Linked DNA regions of Sus scrofa: region 2 is linked to region 1. A link is a contact called in public Hi-C data. All regions are on one chromosome and are shown on one strand. Each heading gives the region's core, a stretch centred on a gene start, on an enhancer-like site or on the middle of the called end of the contact. The rest is flanking DNA. Distances are from core to core; before and after follow the strand shown. Region 1 has its middle 260 kb from the start of NDFIP2. Region 2 has its middle 210 kb from the start of SPRY2.

What was found. A called contact is a pair of places that touch in the nucleus more often than the background predicts.
Region 2: a contact with region 1 is called in a Hi-C map of embryonic fibroblasts, with 2.6 times the contacts expected there. The contact joins two enhancer-like sites. A contact is called at or near these places in 4 of 47 Hi-C or Micro-C datasets (embryonic fibroblasts, epiblast stem cells, fibroblasts and 1 more).

What each region holds. Positions count from the first base shown.
Region 1 is chr11:51,749,997-51,754,363 of Sscrofa11.1, forward strand. No RefSeq gene overlaps it. Among named protein-coding and RNA genes, the nearest start is that of NDFIP2, 260 kb to the left of the region's middle. Within about 2 kb of position 1,340, at least 10 of the 83 cell types and tissues checked have an H3K27ac peak or open chromatin away from gene starts, as enhancers often do. A contact at or near this core is called in embryonic fibroblasts, where this site is marked.
Region 2 is chr11:51,942,680-51,947,220 of Sscrofa11.1, forward strand. No RefSeq gene overlaps it. Among named protein-coding and RNA genes, the nearest start is that of SPRY2, 210 kb to the right of the region's middle. Within about 2 kb of position 2,657, at least 15 of the 83 cell types and tissues checked have an H3K27ac peak or open chromatin away from gene starts, as enhancers often do. A contact at or near this core is called in embryonic fibroblasts, where this site is marked.

The DNA of each region.
Region 1 (4,367 bases), core at 90-2,589:
AGACAAATTTGACCTGATTTTCAGAGTGTTGTTTGGAGTCTTTGTAAGTTAAACTTTTATTTTTGGTAAAAAATTTTTTTTCTAGTAGTTGTTTGGGGGATTCAGGGATGAAGGAAACCACAGCATGAAAATAAGACCATGTAGCATCCAATCAAGACAGGTTTGGACCATATTTTATGACAATTTCTAGAACCAGCCAAGAGCTTCTATAACAACTTTTTTTGAGCTGCACATTATGTGATTTCTGAAACTGTAGTAATTTCTACATATTTGTTCTTTTGTTACCCTTGCCTATTCTTTGTTGTTTATACTGTTATTTTGGAGGAAGTGGGAGCTTGTAACACTGTCTTCTACCTCGGAGTTTACCTTGCAGACTGTTGACTTGGGTAAATGGAGGTATCTGTGAGGAAGGAAGGAAAAGTACCTGATGCTTGAAGGACCCTGGCAATAAAGTAGGGGCTCCAGGAGCAAAGGAGACGCTTATCTCAAAGGCCTTTACGCACTGAGGCCTGAAAGCCATGCCTCAGTCCTGGCAACCGTTGGGTTGCAGTCAGACCAGGGCAGAGGTAAATTGTAGGTTATTTGGGGGCAATTTTTCAGAGTTGAAAATTTTCCAAACCACTCAAAGATATACTGTGTGAGCACCAAGCTGATGCCTCCTATCAGTCTTAGCCTCACTCAGATTCAGTGATATATACATATATAAAAGAATTCAGCAGTTCCCTGGTGGCCTAATGGTTAAGGACACAGCATTGTCCCTGCTGCGGCTGGGCTTACTATATGGCCCAGGTTCAATCTCTGGTCCAGGACCTTCTGCATGTTGCTGGCATGGCCAAAAACCAACCAAACAAAAAAGAATTCACTCCACCTTAGCATTAATTGACTTAAAAAGTGTAACTTTACTCACACATAAAAATCTCCCCCATCCCAAATGACCCACTTTGAAAAGGAGAGAATTAGTATCCATGCTAGACACAGCTCCTCTCATTTTAATCCTTACTGTCATCTGTCATGATCAGTATTTTATCCCCATTTTCTAGGTGATGGTATGAGAGGCAGAGACCAGCTTGGCTGTTTTCCTAAGGTGACACAGGTAGTACGCAAGTCCTTTGAACTCAAGCGACATATAGACCTTTCAATTAAATTTTCCTTCTCTTCCACCCCGTTGTCTGGAGAACATCTAAAATTGCATTAAATACTACAAAGAAGTGGACTTCATTCTGAGATGTTAGATTTCAGAGAGGCCTTTTCAAAATGTTCCAAAGATGCCAGTTCCTGTGAGAAACTGTGTGACAATTAAGACCTTCACCTTCGGGTGGCAGCTGAGGAATGTATTAGAAACAGGACCCAAAGTGGTGTTACGTCACTTCTATAAAAAACACAGGAAGGAGAGGAGGAAAGAGTGGGCAGTGAGAGAAACCAAAAAAAAACCTGAGTTGCTCTGGGTTCGCAGGCACATTGGGATCTGAAGAATGTGAGGTCTGCGTGGGATATCAAAGCACTGTGCTCATAGGCTCCTAATTGGTCTTCCTTCTGCCCTGTGCGCCCTGCAGTCTATTTCTGGCCGCTGCCTTCCTTGTTCTGTTAAGTCAATTATGTCATTTCTCATGCAGACTCTGCAACAGCTTCGCCCTCTAAATTGGAGTAAAAGACAAAATCCTCCTTGCCACCCTCTTCCCATTTCTTTTTTCTTTTCTTTCTTTTCTTTTTTCTTTTTCCTTTGGTTTTTAGGGCCACACCTGTGGCATATGGAAGTTGCCAGGCTAGGGGTCCAATCAGAGCTACAGCTGCCAGCCTACACCACAGCCACAGCAATTCAAGATCCCAGCCGCATCTGCAACCTACTTGACACCATAGCTCATGGCAATGCTGGATTCCTGACCTACTGAGTGAGGCCAGGGATCGAACCCACATCCTCATGGATCCTAGTTGGATTTGTTTCTGCTGCGCCACAATGGGAGCTCCTCCCCTCCTGTTTCTTTCACTGCATTTCTTCTCCCACTCCTCACCCCAGTGCTCAGGGTACTCCAGCCACACTCACCTCACTACTCCTGAGAAGTACCAGGCACACTTCCCCCTCACTGCCAGTGCATGTGCTCTTCCCTCTACCTGGAAAACTCTCCCCCCCAACCCCATGGACCCCCCCCATTCCTCAGAGTCCATGCTTTCATCCCTTTTATGTCTCCTTCTGTGGCCACGCAATGTAAAATGTCCCCTACAGTCAACCTTCATCTCCTCCTTACCTTTTTTTCTTTTATTTCTTCCTCCCTCCCTTCCTCCTTTCCTTCCTTCCTTCCTCCCTCTCTTCCTTCCCTCCCTCCTTCCCTCCTTCCCTCCTTACTTCCTTTCATGGCCACACCCATGGCATATAGAAGTTCCCTGGCCAGGGATTGCATCTGAGCTGCAGCTACAACCTATACCACAGCTGAGGCCACGTGGGATCCTTTAACCCACTGAGCCAGGCTGGGGATTGAACGTCTGTCCTCCGCAGTGACTTGAGCCACTGCAGACGGATTCTTAACCCACTGTGCCACAGCAGGAACTCCCCCCTTCTTTACGTTTATTCACTTCTTAGTGGCCTTATCATGACAAACAATATATTTTACTTTCCTTTTTAATTTGTTCCCTGTCTTCCCCTGTAGAAATCTAGCTTTTTGAGAATTGAGTTTTTGTTGGTACCGCTGCCTGCTGTATCCTTGGCTTCTGGAGTAGGACCTGGCACAAAGTAAATGCCTAAAAAAAGTTTGTTAATTATTAAAATGGTAGTTGCCTAATATGTGGTAGATTGGTTGCAAAAGTGGCCCCAAGTAATGACCTCCCTATATCTATGCCCTTTGCATCTTTGTGTCACACAAAGATTTGGGATTTGGGGTTTACTTCTCAACCCTTTGAATTTCAGCTGTATTTGCTTTGGCCAATAGATTGAGATATATATGACATTGGCCCAGTTCCTAGTCTAGTCCTCAAGAGGCCATGTATTTCCCTGAAATTCTCTGGAAACTCTGCTTCACTATGATGACAAGACAAGGCAAGTCAGGAGGATGAGAAAAAGGTAAAAGAAATGAGTTATTCTAGCTGAGACCATCCCGGACAGCCCAGCCCCAGGTGAACCACCACTGCCACAAATGCATAACCAAGCCTGGCTAAGATCAGCTAAGCTTGACGTAAAATAGCTAAACTGCAGTCAACCCATAAAAAAAAAAAGATTATTATATACCACTGAGAATGTGCGGTAGCTTGTTACACACCATTCTTGTAATAGCAGCTAGTTGATATATAAGATCACTCAGCTAGTGAATAGCAAGGGTTTGAATCCACATTCTCTCTCCAGAGTCCATACTCTTAACCACAACATAAATCCTACCCCTAGAGCATTCACATTGTGGTAGAAAAAAAAAACCTAATCAAATGAAATATATTGTGACAACTGACATAATACAAGCATTATTTGGTAGTACCAAGAGAAGAAAGGAATTGCTTTGTCTGGAGGGGAGAAGGCAAAAAACAGTAGATGATCAAAGAGACTGTCTTAGAGCCGTTATCATCAGAGATGAGTTTAGGGGAGCTATTCAGGTACACAGGGAGGAAAAGGACTTTTGGGAAGAGATAATAGCAAAACATGCAACAGTCTGTTTGGAGAAAGTTATAAGGCTCAGTGCTGTTGAAGCATAAAGGGGGAAAGTTAGGAAACATCAGCCTTGAGTTGACTGCATGTTATGCTGAGGAGTTTAAATTTTATCCTGTGGGAAAGAGAGAATCACTAAAAGTTTTTGAGCTGGGAAATGCTGTGATGAAGTTCACATTTGGAAAGATGAGTCTTTGCAAAGACGAAAAATATGGAAAATGCATTTGGAGGTGGCTATGATTGGAAGGGGTAGAACCTTCAGAGACTATTATAATGTAAAGTTCGGAAAATACAGCATGATAGGAAAAGCAGTGAAGATGAAGACAAGAGGACACGACTTATTTGGGGGAGAGTAGAGGAAGAAAGGCTTTCTGAGGCAGTGGTATTTGAATAGGGCTTTTTCAAATGTTTTTATTATGGGCGTTCCTGTCATGGCGCAGTGGTTAACGAATCCAAACCATGAGGTTGCAGGTTCAGTCCCTGGCCTTGCTCAGTGGGTTATGGATCTGGTGTTGCTGTGAGCAGTGGTGTAGGTCGAAGACTGGCTTGGATCCTGCGTTGCTGTGGCTCTGGCGTAGGCCGGTGGCTACAGCTCCGATTCGACCCCTAGTCTGGGAACCTCCATATGCCACAGGTGTGGCCCTAGAAAAAGCAAAAAGACAAAAAACAAAAACAAAAAACAAACAAAAAAGAGCTAAAAAAATGTTGTATTATGAAAATACACACAAAAATAGAATAACAT
Region 2 (4,541 bases), core at 1,407-3,906, 190 kb after region 1:
TTAAATGACACACCTGTGCTCCATGGGGGTATTTATTTTATTTTTTTAGCACTATCTGAAATTGTTTATTTGTTTTCTAGTTTTTGACCATCTCCCCTCACTAGACCATCCAGTATCTTGAGGCAATGGGTCCTATTTTTCTTTTCACTATTCTTACCCTAGCACTGAGAAAAGGACCTGCACCATAGTGAATACTTGTTGAATGAGTGAATGAATGCATGAAAAATAAGCATTTGTGGGAAAAGGCTGAACTGAATGGGAGAAGCAATGGCAAGGGGAGAAATAATGGAAAAGAACTGTTAGGTAGAAAAAAACCAAATGAGAAAAGGTAAAAATGAAATAAGAAAATTCTATATGCTAAGTTTTAATAGATTTGGGTCACTTACACCTTTTTGAATATTATGGTATCACTGGACATATAACTTCAGGATATTCCCTAGATACTCCGAATCTCATCCAAGAGCCTCTTGGAGGGTATCATGGATGCCAGAGTAAAGATTTCTAGAGGTCGATCAGTGATAGCTTTATCTTTGCAGAGAACATTTCATTCTAAAGGCCAGCTTCCATCTACAGAATGCCACTTTTTTGGCACTTCAACAATTGCATTAGATTCCCCATTGAGATGAGCAGAAGTGAGAGTACTCAGTTGGTGCCAGGTTGGCTTTGCAAAATTTCAGGTTAGGCAAAGTCATGCGGGACAGAATACAAAGCAACACAATTGCCCCCCCCCCCCCCCAATCCTTTTCCTGTACTGGAGTGACTCCAGATACACCCAACTTCTCTAAGGCTCAGCCCTAGTCTTAACTAAAGTTATTAAAAATTCTCAAGAACCACACCATGTTCATAGCTTCCAGGGAGAAGTAAATTACCATCAAACTTTGGGTGGATAGAGAGCCTTTAAAAAGGATCCAGTGGCCAAATATAATTTTTCCACTGGACTCATCCAAAGAATAAGGAAATGTGTGTCTTCTTAGCTCCTTAGCTGGTACACATCAAATATACGGAGTGTGAAAACCTTGGAGGCTGTGGAACCTCCTACCAGCCAGATTACACTGGAAGAGAGTCCCATTATACTAACTCTCCCTCGAAAACTTTGCACTACCTCGCTTTCATGGGACAGTATCCAGGATAAGCAGGGAAACATTTTCCCCCTGATTTTATCTAAGTTTGCTCAAGGAACTGAAATCATCATGTCCTGAGCCACATGCCACGTGCAGGGGCTCTGCCTAGCACACAGAAAACTCTTAAGGAATCGTTATTTAGTGACTTGCCATTTGCAAGCCTGTGGAATCCAGATGCCCGCAGGTAGGAGTGGAGAGGTTTTTCCAGCCTGACCGTATCAGCCCGTCTCACCACAAGAACCTTCTGTTTTGGCTGACATCCCTTCTATCAGACTCAGGCGGTTCTTTATGGCCACGTTCGAGTTTAACGGGTCTGGCTTACATTCTACAAGTGTTGATCTCATTCACAAGCGCCTCTCCTCACATCCAGTGGCTAAACTGCTTTGTACTCATGCTTATTCTTCAGAGGAGGTGGGATAGTTGGACACTGGAGGGCATAAATTCTAGAAGTTTAACTTCAGCTTCAAAATTCATGATAAGGAAGAGAACCACAGGCACTAGCACACAGCAGAGGAAAAAAATCGATCAAGTGGGGTCGATGAAGTGAGGCTGTGGGAGGCAATTAAACAATAAAGTTCTAACAGTCTTAGAACTTTTCTGGTGAATTAAGCAAAGGTTTTAGTAATTACCTTTTTCTCCCTGTGAGGCGTGGGTTGCTGTAAGCTATAGTACTGTGGCAAAAAAAAAAAAAAAAAAAAAAAAAAAAAAAAACAAAACTTGGTTAAGAGGAAAACAGTTTTAAAATTTCTCTTCGAACCCAGCCCACTGGAATTATGAAAGCAGCCTCAGTGAGATAGACGTGCAGGCCTCTAGCTTCAGAGCTGTAGGAAAAGGAATGACTTCGCTTACTGGAAACTCATATTTGCGTTGGACAACATGATTATTTGAACTGGATGGAGGACGGAGAGGTGCATCTTAACTTTATCAAACACATCACAGACGTCATTTTAAATTCATCCACTCAGGGCCGTTTTGGGGGGGGGTGTTAATACATATGTATATATATACTTAAATACGTTTTAAAAATGACCTTTAAGCTCCTTACGAAGTCCAAGAATAATTTCTTTGCAAGTCAAAGACTGACACCTGCTCTAGTCCATTGTTGATTATTTTTTTTAAGTAATTTAAGTATAGAGATCTGTGATGACAGCGTGCCTTCCTACTCTGTTCTTGCGTAGGTAAAGAGAATCAGAAACCCGCTGAAAAAGATATCCGCCCTCCCCCACGCCACCCCCCGCCACCCGCGGAGGTAAAAGCGGCTGGACAGGGTCCATCTAAAACATATGGGGTAGTTACATTCTTTGGGACGTCAAAATTATTTAGTTTAGGTGACTTGGCTGGTGATTTTGAAAATTACTCAGTGAAAGGTGAATGAATCATCCTCCTCCCAGTAAAACGAGCTCCGTGTTTTAGAGGCTTGCTTTTCTGAGTTCTCGCCTTCCGTTTTTATCTGCTAGGTGGAGAGGGAGTCGTGCTCACTGATCCCCACGGACTCTTCCTGGCGCAGCTCGTTTCCTCGCAGGAAGCGCTGCCGATTCACTCCGCGGGCATCACGCTCCATCCCCGGGGCGGCTGCCCTGCAGCTCCGAGCGCTAGCGAGCCGGGTGGGGGAGTGGGGGGCGCGGTGGAGGCGTTTCCGTTCTATTTCTATTTTGGTTTCTCCCACTGACTGGCTGCTCAGCTGTTCATGAGTCACCTTAACCTCAAAATCTGTCATTAAGACAGAAATAATGATACCTCTTTTTCTCTGCCTTATATGAATTGCATGAAGATGTTATTCATATTTCTGAAATACATGTGAGAATTAGTCAAGGTTGGGTATAAGGACAAGTATGATGCAGTTGTTCTTAAGCCACGATGAGGATGCTTTTTTCATTTAGACTTTGAGAATTGACTGTGCTGAAAAATTATGAATGAGGAGAGTTCCTAACACGGATTAAATTTGACCGACTGGATCAAGGATATATGTAATTTGAATAACATATGGCATTAGAACTTATTTATTAGGAGTTCCCGTCGTGGCGCAGTGGTTAACGAATCTGACTAGGAACCATGAGGTTGCGGGTTCGGTCCCTGCCCTTGCTCAGTGGGTTAACGATCCGGCGTTGCCGTGAGCTGTGGTGTAGGTTGCAGACGCGGCTCGGATCCCGCGTTGCTGTGGCTCTGGCGTAGGCCAGTGGCTACAGCTCCAATTCGACCCCTAGCCTGGGAACCTCCATATGCTGCGGGAGCGGCCCAAAGAAATAGCAAAAAGACAAAAGAAAAAAAAAAAAAAAAGAACTTATTTATTAAAACATCATTTAATAAAATGTTATCAAGCATCCTGGCGCTGAATTGGACACTAGGAATACCTGTAGCAGCATCCAAACGCTGTGGCGGGAATCCCAAACCCTTAGCCTCCGTCCTTTTATCATGTTGCTCTGCTGCTCTCAACAAAGGCTGCCTCATCACTGGTTTCTGGCTCTTAACCTTGTCCCTGAGGTGGAGGTGGGGGGGCTTTTCTCTTAGTGCTTTATTTTTTCTACCCAAGAATTATTCAGAGAGAAGTGAAATTATAATTGCCACAACTCTTTTATCTCATTTAGGAGAAATAAAATTAATAAATTAAATTATTCTTCTAGCTAGTTTACTGACCAATATATAAAGCTCTTTTTGATTCTTGCTTGCCATCTGAGCCCTAAACACACTAAGTAGTTTCTTTCTTTCTTTCTTTTTTTTTTTTTTTTTTTTTGCTTTTCAGAGCACATTCTACCCCATGGTTCCTAGTCAGATTCATTTCTGCTGCACCAGAACAGGAATTCCAGTTTCCCTTTCTTTAGCCCCGGGATAAATTTCATAATAATATTTTGTGCAAAGTCCACATATACAGTGGACATTTTCTTCTTCTTTCTCATTTCTTAAATTAAGATGAATTTTAAAAAATCTGTACAAGGACATGATTAAAATTAGATTTCTTGGAGTTCCCGTTGTGGCTCAGTGGTTAGCGAATCCGACTAGGAACCATGACGTTGAGGGTTCGATCCCTGGCCTTGCTCAGTGGGTTGGGGATCCGGCATTGCTGGGAGCTGTGGTGTAGGTCGCAGAGGCAGCTCGGATCCCGAGCTCTGGCGTAGGCCGGCGGCAACAGCTCTGATCAGACCCCTAGCCTGGGAACCTCCATATGCTGCAGAAGCAGCCCAAGAAATGGCAAATAAATAAATAATAAATAAATAAAATTAGATTTCTTAATCATTAGATAATTCTTGCTTTCTGATTCACAAAATTTTGCATACTCCTTTGAGCACTCTTTTTTTTTTCTTTACACTTCACAGCTTCTTTGTTCCCGTCATACAAAGTGATCCTAAATGATGCTAAAGTCTCTGATTGCTCCCTAACCCCCATTCCTCAGCTCTCCAATTAAACCCAATCAGAAGGCTCCGT